2 separate regions of the Mus musculus genome follow, and region 2 is linked to region 1. Evidence: chromatin contacts called from public HiChIP or PLAC-seq data. All regions are on one chromosome and are shown on one strand. Each heading gives the region's core, a stretch centred on a gene start, on an enhancer-like site or on the middle of the called end of the contact. The rest is flanking DNA. Distances are from core to core; before and after follow the strand shown.

Region 1 (5,208 bases), core at 1,552-4,051:
ATGAGCTCAAGGCCCCCGTGAGGATTTGAGGTAGAGAGAGGAAAACCCCTGGAAGCTGGTGGGCCACCCAGCCTGGCATTTGTAATGGTCGCCAATGCACACACTGTCTGACGGCACACTGTTGCCCGCCACATGACTCATGTTAAGTGTTGGTGTTCCGAGTTGCTATGCCGACATTTAGACCACTCCCACAGTTTTTCTTGAGAGACCCCATGTGTTAAAGCACCCCTTTACATACCTGACAACCCCTATACCTGCCTCCCACCCCGCCTCTGCTGCCATGACAGGTAAGACAAGTAGATGGCGCTTTGCCAATAGTGAGGACTGTGTGCTTGGCCTCGCATTTCTCTGTGACCCTGAACAACTCATTTTACCTCCCGGGTCCTCAGTTGATGCATCTCTTGCAAGGAGAGGATATTTGCTCTACCCTTCCTAGCTGCTGCGGGCGTGAGGGCATTTGTCATCACCAGCAGACACAGATGTATGGGCATTGGGGGAGGGAGGGGGACCTCTGCAGGCACTGTGCATTCCTCGAAGAGTCTACCAGCTGTCATGTCAGGCTTGAGGTGGGACTGTTGGAAGCCTCTCCAATCCGCAGAAGGCTTAGGCCCAGTTTAGGACGGAGAGGTGGGTGATGTAAGACCAGCTTTGCCATCCAGACCTCCACCTCCTTTCTTACCCCTACCCTGAGCCATGGCTCCTCTCCTTTTCAGCCCCTCCTTTCCTTAGGACACAAGAGCTCATTCTCACTGACACTACTATCTAACAGCAGCCTAGGCAGTCAGTGTGCCTTCTTGTTATTGTTTTGGTTTTTGTTTTCAACCTTAAGCCCCCCCCATCAGTATTATACTTTCCACCAACCCCAGCATGTACATATTGAATCTGTAAATTTCTGAATCTGTTATGTAGAATGTACTTGGTTTGTTTTACTGAATGTTTGGTTTTTTCCTTGAGCTGGTTGCAGTCCGCTGTGTTGATTACCATATCTACAAATGAGTTACTACTGCCTGAGCTTTGAAAAGCCCTGGTTTTAAAGGACCTTCTCTCTGAGCACAGAGATCCCTGGGACCTGTCTGGGAGGCCAGTTCACCAAGACGTTGGATACTAGAACATTCTCTCTGTGCCAGGCACTGTCTGAGGAACTTTACAGAGTAGAACCATGAATCCCCACAGCACTGCAGAGTAGGGTTTACTGTCTGCACAGTAAACTCAACCATTGAACAGCCAGGAAGTGAGGTCACATGGGGTTTAGGTCATTCGTCTGAACCTGCTCCATGAGTGTTAGAACCCCAGACACCTGCAATGTTAAACACTTAAGGCTCCTGGCTGCCAAGAGGCCACAGAGACAACGTGGGATAGCCATGGCACTTTAAGAAAGCAGCTCAGCTCTTGGGAAACAGAGGCAGACAAAATCTTTGTGAATTTGAGACCACCCTGTTCTACAGAGTGAGTTTCAGGATAGCCAGAGCTACACAGAGAAACCCTATCCAAAAAAAAAAGCCTGTGTGTCTATAGTCAGAGCTGGATTCTGTTGCCCTGGAAAGCCAGCCTGGTTTTTATGCTCACTCAAAGTAGGTGTGCTATGTGAGCTCCTAGCCCCATGAGATGCCTGGGTGCCTTTGCTCTATCAATTCCAGAGCCTGATGGACTAACGCTGAGGTTCCAAACTCTTCTACCCACTGCCCAGTGGGCATTAGAGTCAAGAACAAGCCCGGTCCTTGGCTTTTTAAAAAGTACTGTTGTTAATTTTAAAAATAACACTTTTCACAGGCTTTAAAAAAAAACAAAACCCGAGTGAGCTTAATCATCCACTCTCACTGTTTTTTAATGAATGCATTGTTTTAGGCTCTGTGAGAATGCAGTAAAAGTTTAAAAAAAAACAAACCACTTTTTTTTTCCAGAGTGTGTCCCCATATTTTATAGGTTGCTCTTAAGACGAAGACAAGGATTCCTGCACGTGGGCAGGCAAGACTCACAGATGGGCCATGGCGTGCAAGAGTAGAGCAAGCGTGCATTTGTAAGGGATCGTCGTGGGAGGCACACACTTCCCAGATTCCATGCCTGTTCCTTCTCTTGGCATAGTAGCTGGAGATGATCAGATGGATGCAGAGAAGGAAGGAAGGAAGGAAGGAAGGAAGGAAGGAAGGAAGGAAGGAAGGAAGGAAGGAAGGAAGGAAGGAAGGAAGGAAGGAAAGAAGGAAGGAAGGAAGGAAGGAAGGCAGGCAGGCAGGCAGGCAGGCAGGCAGGCACAGGGACGACTGGGTGACCATGAAACAGCTGAAGCAGGATTCTCTTTTTTTTTTTTCCTTTCTTTAAAAAAGATTTATTTCTTTGTATAGTTATGAGTATTTTGCCTGCCTGTGTGTTTGTGGTACCATGTGTCCAAGGAGGCCAGAAAAGGAAATTGGACCCCCTGAAACTGAACTTAGGTATGGCTTCGAGCCATCATGCGGATGTTGGGAATCAAACGTGGATCCTCTGCAAGAGCAACAAGTGCTCTAAACTGCTGAGCCATCTCTCCAGCCCTTGAAGTTGAGTTCTTAATTATTCTTAGCCTCTCCTAAAGTGAGACTCGGTCACATCCTTCTCTCCTCTCTTTCACGGCTGGAAGTGTTAAGCCCATTGCTCTCAGCCACCCCCAGCATGTTCACTCTCTTAGCTCCCTCGTGCTCTGCATCCTTGGCCAACCTCAATACAGAAATTCAAAGCAAAGCAACAGACCCTCCCCATGGAGAGCCCCTCAGCTGGCAGGGAAGAGAGGACACCAACGGCCAGGAGCTCCGGGCTCTGGCAGGAAACGGGCCAGGCACAGGGTGGTGGGTACAGCTGTGGCACATAGGAAGGGACACAGCAGTTGAATGCCAACCCTACTCAGAGCGTAGACATGGAATATTGCCCAAGATCTGTCTGGACCTGATTAACTGAGACTAGAAATGCCAGGGGGATGCTGAGGACTGGACCTGAGGAGGACAGACAGAATTAGAGATGGATTCTTAAGAGAATCCCAGAACAAGGAAAGCATCAGCTGAAAGAAGCAGCTGCAGAGGTGTGCCATCTGGGGGTAGAGTGTGGTGAGTGCCTAGGAGGGAGGACTGAGGACCTGGGTCAATGGTTGGGAGGGAGGACTGGAGACATGGGTCAGTGGCTGGGAGGGAGGACTGAGGACCTGGGTCAGTGGCTGAGAGGGAGGACTGGAGACATGGGTCAGTGGCTGGGAGGGAGGACTGAGGACCTGGGTTAGTGGCTGGAAGGGAGGACTGAGGACCTGGGATAGCTTGCAGCAGTGTTTCTCAGGCTGGTTGGAAACCAGGCCAATTCCTGCTCTGAGACATCTCTGCTTGGCCCAGGCAGCTGTTAACAGACCCCCTGAGTGCCCTTGGCCAGCCCCAGCTCCAGTCTTCTCCTCACCTGACTCCCTGTGAGCCCAGCTTGCCAGCTAAGGAACAGAGCCTGCCTCAGCTGTGGACAGAGCCAAGAAGTCACCATGGTAACCCTCTGGCTGATGGGGACTCAGGTTGCCATGGGAACATGTATAAAATCAAAAATTATTTTTGGGGATGGGTTGCAGCTAAGAAGGGCAGTGGGGACCATTTGCAGCAGTGCACACTTCCCAGGGTTCTGTTCCATGGCTCCTCAAGTTCCTCCCCGGGAATGGTGGGAGAGCCCAGCCCAGCACTTCTGAGAAATGACACTGATACTCCCAGGAACACTCCCAGAGGTCGTCCAATGCAAAACATGTCTCCCATTTCCCTGGTGAGTGTTTTGCCCAGCCGTATCTTTCAGTGCCAGATCCGCTCCTCGGCACCACCATGAAATCTGCAAAATTCATATGCCTGGCTCCTGCCAGAGACTCCAGGCCCAGCCGTCTCTCACAGTCAGTCTCTTTTCTGACAGGGCCTGACTTGAAGGTCCCTTTGTCATGAGCACTGGGCGAGCCATACAGGCACTGGGCATGCTCAGAAGAGCTGCTCGACAGAGGAGCCTGCTCTTCAATGTGGCCTCACAGAAAACACCAAAGGAGGCGAATGGTGTTTGGATTTCACAGAGGCAGGAGAGAGTGCATGCTAAATCCCACCTCTTGCCTTCCTCCCCGCAGCACTGCCTACAGTAGGATGGTGCTGGAACAGTCTGTGGAATGGGCCATTGCTCGGTGGAACCACTGGGCCATTTTCTGAAGTGAAAAGGCAGGAGAGGAATCTCACAAGAAAGAAACATTTTTTTTTTTTTTTTGTCCCTGTGGTGTGGCCTGGTCCAGCAGTTGTCATTCATAATTAGAATGTATTCTATACTATCCTAGGCCTCAGTTTCTCCCTCACCAAAAAGGTGATGGGGGGGGGGCGGGGGGGCGTGTCAGAGATGGAGCTGTTAATGAACCCTGGGCAGACCTGGGAGCCTCCTCCAGACCTGTTAGAAGGCTAGGGAGGGAGAGCACAGGGTGTGACCTGGGGACCTGGGCCCCTCTGAGGCATTTAGCCCTGTGCTCAGTGCTCAGTGCTCAGTGCTCAGTGCTCAGTGGAGGCTGTAGCCTGAGAAAACTTTCTCCTGAAAGCTGCCCTTAACTTGAGCCAGGCTCAGCTCAGGTTTCAGGACTCGGAGATTCTGCCTTCCCCCTCCCCCACCCCTATGACTAGACCAGAGCTCCGTGAGAGCTGAGGAGACCACATATTACCTCTTAGGAGACAGGACCAGTTGTTTCTCCCATGTGCCACGTGTCTCCTGGAACCTCCAGGACAGAAGAATCAGCAAGACTTGGGGGACAAAGCTGGCTGTGCTGGAGACGCTCTAGGGAGAACCGCACAGAGCTGGTTTGGCCTGACTGAGCAAGGCCAGGGCCTGGGTGCTTTGTTGTTCTGCCCCCAGTGCTCCGCCAGCTCTGCCAAGAGGAGACACAGTTTCTGAAGGGCTGCAGTCCAAATTCTTCCTGGCTCTTCTGAACATCCCCTATTCCTCCCCTGTCGAGCATTTTTTATGCCAAAATAATTAGGTAATTAATGATCGTGTCGTAGACCTTGTTTCTGGCACTCTATACTTCTTAAGAACTTTGGAGTCTGTTTGTAATACACATGAATACCAGCCCACAAACTTGGACACTCAGCAGATACCCTATCAGTTGCCAAGTCCACATAATTCATATTCTGAGCTGTTACCTACCTGAACTCCAAGAGGTTTCATTCCAGAGTTTCTGTGGTCCTTTCCTCCAAGCCAACA
Region 2 (5,208 bases), core at 939-3,438, 130 kb before region 1:
GTAGAGAAAGAAAGGCAATGGAAGAGGGGCATAAACTATATCTGTAATGTTTTATTTCCTAAACTCCACAATACAGTTATAATGGTTAAATTTATAAAGCGCCAGCTTGTCTGAGCCATGGGGTGTCCAGATAATTGGTCAAACGTTATCTTGGAGCTTTCTGCTGTGGTGTTTTGAGATAAGATTAACATTGAAATCAGAAGAATGAATAAAACACAGTCTTCCCTAACAGGAGGGAGCCTGTCCAATCAGATGCTCTAGGCTGAGCTGAAGGTGGAGTTCCTCCTCACTCAGGAAGAACTCCTCTTGCCTGCCTTCCTTCTAAATGGAACACCAGCATTCCTAGCCTTTGCACCTAAACTGAGTCTGCTGGTGTTTTAACTGCCGGCTTTCTCTGACCTCAGCTTGCTGGCCCATCCTGGAGAACATGGCATTGGCCAGCGACTAGCACATGTGCCTATTCCTCTTTCTGTGTCTGTCTACCTGTCTGTCCACACACACACACACACACACACACACACACACACACACACACACACACATCTGCTGTCCAATTCTCTAAAGGGTACTACCGGAACAATTCCTTGTTGTATTATTTTTTATACATCTTATATATCTAAAATGTTTCATAATAATTTTATACAAGTAAGCGTAAGTGCGTACCAAACATCAAATGCTGCAGATGTCAAATTGAGAACTGGAGGCTAGTGATGTAGTTTGATGGTAGAGTGTGCACTTATGTTCGAGGCCTTGGGTTCCATGCTCAGCATAACACAAAAGAGAGAATGATAAGGAGGTGAGAAGTGGAACAAGCAGGTTAGAGGCTGTTGTGAGAAGCCACAGTTCCTTGATAGGAGTGAATTCAGTGCAGTACCCAGAGGAGGCCACACGGTGGCAGCGTAGAGGACTGCGTATACACCCTCAATGGTGTTTAGTGTTCAGTAGGGGTGAACGCAGGTTCTTGTTAACCCAGTTCTGGGTAGAGAAAGAGACTTAGCAATGGGTGGCTTTTGCGTCTGCCTGGGGCCTCTGGACTGCGTTTGTTGGAACTGGCAGGGCCCTAATTGCCCCTTGGGTCCCTGTGATTATTTCAGTAGAGATCCTGGGATAGTTGGGTTCTGTGTTTTGCCTGTTTGTAAAATGAGTTTGAAAAAAAAGTTCAGGGCTGGTGAGATGGCTCAGTGGGTAAGAGCACCCGACTGCTCTTCCGAAGGTCCGAAGTTCAAATCCCAGCAACCACATGGTGGCTCACAACCACCCGTGATGAGATCTGATGCCTCTTCTGGTGCGTCTGAGGACAGCTGCAGTGTACTTACATATAATAAATAAATAAATAAATCTTTAAAAAAAAAGAAAAAAGAAAAAGAAAAAAAAGTTCAGACCGGATGCAAATACTCTAGATGCCAGGTTTCTTAGCAGGAGGCACCCAGATACCATGATAGCAACATCTCTCACAGAAAGGAAGGTAAAATGTCACAGCACCAGAAATCAAGCTGAAATACAAAGTCTCTGTGCTGAAATAAGGAAACTACTCTGGAAAGAGGTGGGGAGGCAAAGAGATAATGATTCTGGCTGAAAACTATTGAGCTACTTGAGAAAGTTGTCTTTCTCCCTTCTCCCGCCTCCACCCCCTTTTATTTTTGTCTCCCTGATGATTGCATTTGGCAGTGGGTGTTGCCAAGTTTCCCAATTTAGTTTTTATTTTTCTTTCTTCTTTTCTTCCTTCCTTCCTTCCTTTTTTTTTTTTTTTTTTTTTTTTTTTGAGATAGGGCTTCTTCTCTGTCCTGGAACTCACTCTGTAAACCAGGCTGGTCTCGAACTCAGAAATCCCCCTGCCTCTGTCTCCCACGTGCTGGGATTAAAGGCATGCACCACCACCACCCGGTTCCGGTTCCTAATTTAGCGTCAAGAGAACTGGCCCCAGGGTTTTCCAGGCCACAGAAGCTGGAGGGAGGACTCGTTCGCTAGTTTGTCGCACTCCCCTCAGAAAATCCAGTCTGGGTTTTATTCTAAAGTCTGCTTTGTCTCTTCAAAGGATCTCCAGATGGGGAGATTCTGAGCTGGGGTATTTCTTCCTACCCCTCCCAGACGGATTGCGAGTTTTTTCCAGTCTGAATTCTCCCTAGGGCTCTCCTCCGCAGACGCGCCCACACCAGCAGGGGTCAGCAGTGTCCTACATCTGGCGGGGCGCTGCCTGCCACATGCGCCATCTCTTCCGGGCGCTGCCAGGGCTGCTGGGGGATTAGAGGGTGCTGTCCTGCTGAGGCCTTGGCACCATTCTAATATGCCGGCCGAGATTCCTCCCCTGAACGTGAAGTGACGTGTGGTCATTAAAAGCGCTGATGTGGATGTGAGCGTATACCGCAGACATCAGCAATGCCAGCTTACCATCTGCTTTTCACCGCCAGGTTTTTAATGTGTATTGGCACGTGCGCCTTACTTTGTGGGTCTAGGTGACAGAGAGTGTGTAGCCTGGATTTATCTTGCTGAGATTTTCTCAAAGACCTGGGGGTTCTGGATTCTACCCAGTACCCAGGATGTCAGCGAGGGACTCATGCCTCCCCAGGCTCTGGGAATGACTGGTGTTCCGGTCTCACTAACGCCAACTCCGTCACACCCAACGCTGCTCAGTGGAACAAATTCTCTCGTAGTAGTGTCAGATCTCTATGGCCAGCGTCTCCGTGACTGATGCCCGGGAAAAGCAAGCTCTGCTCAGCTTCCCGATTCATCCGTAGCCCTGGTGTCTTTTTTTTTTTTTTTTTCACGTCCCCAGTCCATTTTGCAGTTCGCTAATTTGTGCCGAATCCTTCCAGCTCAGGCCACCTTGTTAAATATGAAGGTCCCCAGGGAAATCAGAGATCCTAGAAACATCTGGTTCCTTGGAAGCAGCAGGACTCCCTGCCATCTTCCTGCTTCTCAGTTTTCCCCACTCCGACGTGATGGGGGAGCGAGGAAGGGGCTCTGGCTCGCGTACAGCTGGGGTAAAGCTGAATTGGAAGACTCCAGTTAGTGACTGGGATTCCCAGGGCCCCACGACCTTCCAAGCAGGCTCCCCTGCTGCTGTGACGGGCAGATGCCGGCTTTTCCACATGCCTTTGAAAAGGGGGACTTGGAAGAGGCCTCTCACTAGCCTGCTTTCCTAGGAGTAGAGTTACAGCAGCTGATCTAGACAACAGGTGTGGCTTTCCGTCACAGCTGCTGCAAAGCACATCTGTACTAACAAGAAGGCGGCAGTCACAGCTTGGCCCATCAGTCACCAAAGCACACCTCGGATTTCGGGGGAGTGCCTGAAAAGGCACGAGTGAAGGTTGGAGAGACTCAGATCAGCTTTGACAGAGCCCTTTTACCCTGGAAATGCCACAGCGGCCACCTCGGCCCTTGCAGTTTCATTGGTCTACAGCATAGGAATGGGGGAAGAGATCTTCTTCTCTGGGTAGCACCCCAGCCCCTGGACTGCAGCCAATTTCCCTTTCTGGCCAATGGAGCCCAGAACTTTTCAGGGTGGAGCTCAGAATCCAGGCTCTTCCAGGAAGCCAGAAGTGTGGAGGGTTTTTACAGTGGTTCTCAACCTTCCTAAGGCTGCGACCCTTTAACAGTTCCTCATGTTGTGGTGAGCCCCAAAACATAAAATTATTTTTGTTACTACTTCATAACTGTAATTCTGTGATCGTTATGAACCCTAATGTAAATATTTTTTTGAGATAGAGGGTTGGTATGGGGGTCGCGACCCACAGGTTGAGAAACACTGCTTTAGCAGCCTGGCTCTTTGGGGCTGGTTTGACTAGTAAATAAAACCTATGCTGCAGAAGCATGGGGGTGTGAGCTCATCCCCCAGCACACACATAAAACTCCAGGTGCAGACTGGTGAGATGGTTCACTGGAGAGAGGCACTAACCACCAAACCTGACAACCCAAGTTCAATGCCTCAAACACCACTGTGGAAAGAAAGACTCAATTCTGTAAAGCTGTCCTCTGCCCTCCACATGTGTGACACGGCACACCCAGGTGGCCTGATCTTGTAATACCAGTGCTAAAGAGGCAGTGACAGACACATCCCTGGAACTTACTGGCCAGCCACCTAGTGGTGAGCCCTAAGTCCCAATGAATGCCCATGTCTCAGAAGACAAGGCTGGTGTCCCCCCGAGGAGCAGCGTTCAAGGTTGACCTCTGACTTCTATGTGCATCACATGAACATACACCCACATGCCTACACATACACCTCCCACTCACATATACAGTGAATGGCGGCTTGATGTTGGGGAGCCTTGGACATTCTCAGTCAAAGCCAGGCACTGGCTTCACCAATATCACCTCACATCATCCTCCTTGGAAACCTGCCACAGGGGTGCTGTCAGGGTCATTTCTGCTCAGTAGTCAACAACTGAGGTTACATTAAATACTTAGGATGTGGTGACAGTAGTGACAGTGAGGCTTTATTGCCCCCTTAATTGACTTCAAAGCTTGTATCACCCATTGGGCCACACTGTATCTGGCAAATTCAAACGCCTGTTTCCCTGTCCTGTCTAACCCCATCTTGTTTTGTTCACTGCCACCACAGTCACCATGACGGCCTATCTCCATCTCAGCTAACAGTCCTCAGCTCCTTTCATTCTCTCCCCAGGACCACACCTGCTTCCCAGCCCTGTCATGGCCAAAAGCTTTCTTTGCCTCTGTCTATCACTCCAGCCCCCACATTCCACATTTCCCTTGCTTTCTCCTCTGCTATGATTTGAATGTGACATATCCCTGTCTTCGTCACTGTTCTATTCTGTGGAGAGACACCATGACCAAGGCAACTCGTATGAGAGAAAGCATTTAAGAGGGCTTGCTTACAGTTTCAGAATTTTAGTCTTATCATCATGGTGGGGAGCATGGTGGCAGGCACTGGAGCAGTAGACAAGAGCTACATCCCGATCTGTAGGCGGGGTGGGGATGGAGCAGGGACTGGGCCTGGTGTGGGTTTTGAAATCTTAAAGCCCATCTCCAGTGACATACTTCCTCCAGCAAGGCCACACCCACTCCAACATGGCCTTGCCTCCTAATCCTTCTAATCCTTTCAAACAGTTCCACTCCCTCGTGATTAAGCATTGACATATATGAGCCCATGGGCACCATTCTCTGTTGTGTCTGGCCAGCAGATCACAACATGGGTTCTAGCCTGGAAAGGCATTTTGGAAACCTGGAAGAGAAGAGGGGCTAGGTGGAGAG

What was found. HiChIP or PLAC-seq counts read pairs in DNA pulled down with a chosen protein or histone mark.
Region 2: a contact with region 1 is called in an H3K4me3 HiChIP or PLAC-seq map of forebrain, with 2.8 times the contacts expected there. The contact joins two enhancer-like sites. A contact is called at or near these places in 8 of 39 promoter capture datasets (the 3T3-L1 cell line, 3T3-L1-derived adipocytes, the HPC-7 cell line and 5 more), 8 of 484 Hi-C or Micro-C datasets (the HPC-7 cell line, bone marrow-derived macrophages, embryonic stem cells and 4 more), 23 of 115 datasets of contacts at active chromatin or transcription factors (the HPC-7 cell line, the NIH/3T3 cell line, bone marrow-derived macrophages and 15 more) and 2 of 9 other capture datasets (adipose tissue and liver).

Annotation. Positions count from the first base shown.
Region 1 is chr1:135,563,579-135,568,786 of GRCm38.p6, reverse strand. The region is part of intron 1 of Nav1 (neuron navigator 1); the gene reads left to right. Among named protein-coding and RNA genes, the nearest start is that of Nav1, 19 kb to the left of the region's middle. Within about 2 kb of position 2,801, at least 85 of the 459 cell types and tissues checked have an H3K27ac peak or open chromatin away from gene starts, as enhancers often do. A contact at or near this core is called in forebrain and muscle stem cells, where this site is marked.
Region 2 is chr1:135,696,506-135,701,713 of GRCm38.p6, reverse strand. No RefSeq gene overlaps it. Among named protein-coding and RNA genes, the nearest start is that of Gm32835, 11 kb to the right of the region's middle. Within about 2 kb of position 2,188, at least 105 of the 459 cell types and tissues checked have an H3K27ac peak or open chromatin away from gene starts, as enhancers often do. A contact at or near this core is called in forebrain and muscle stem cells, where this site is marked.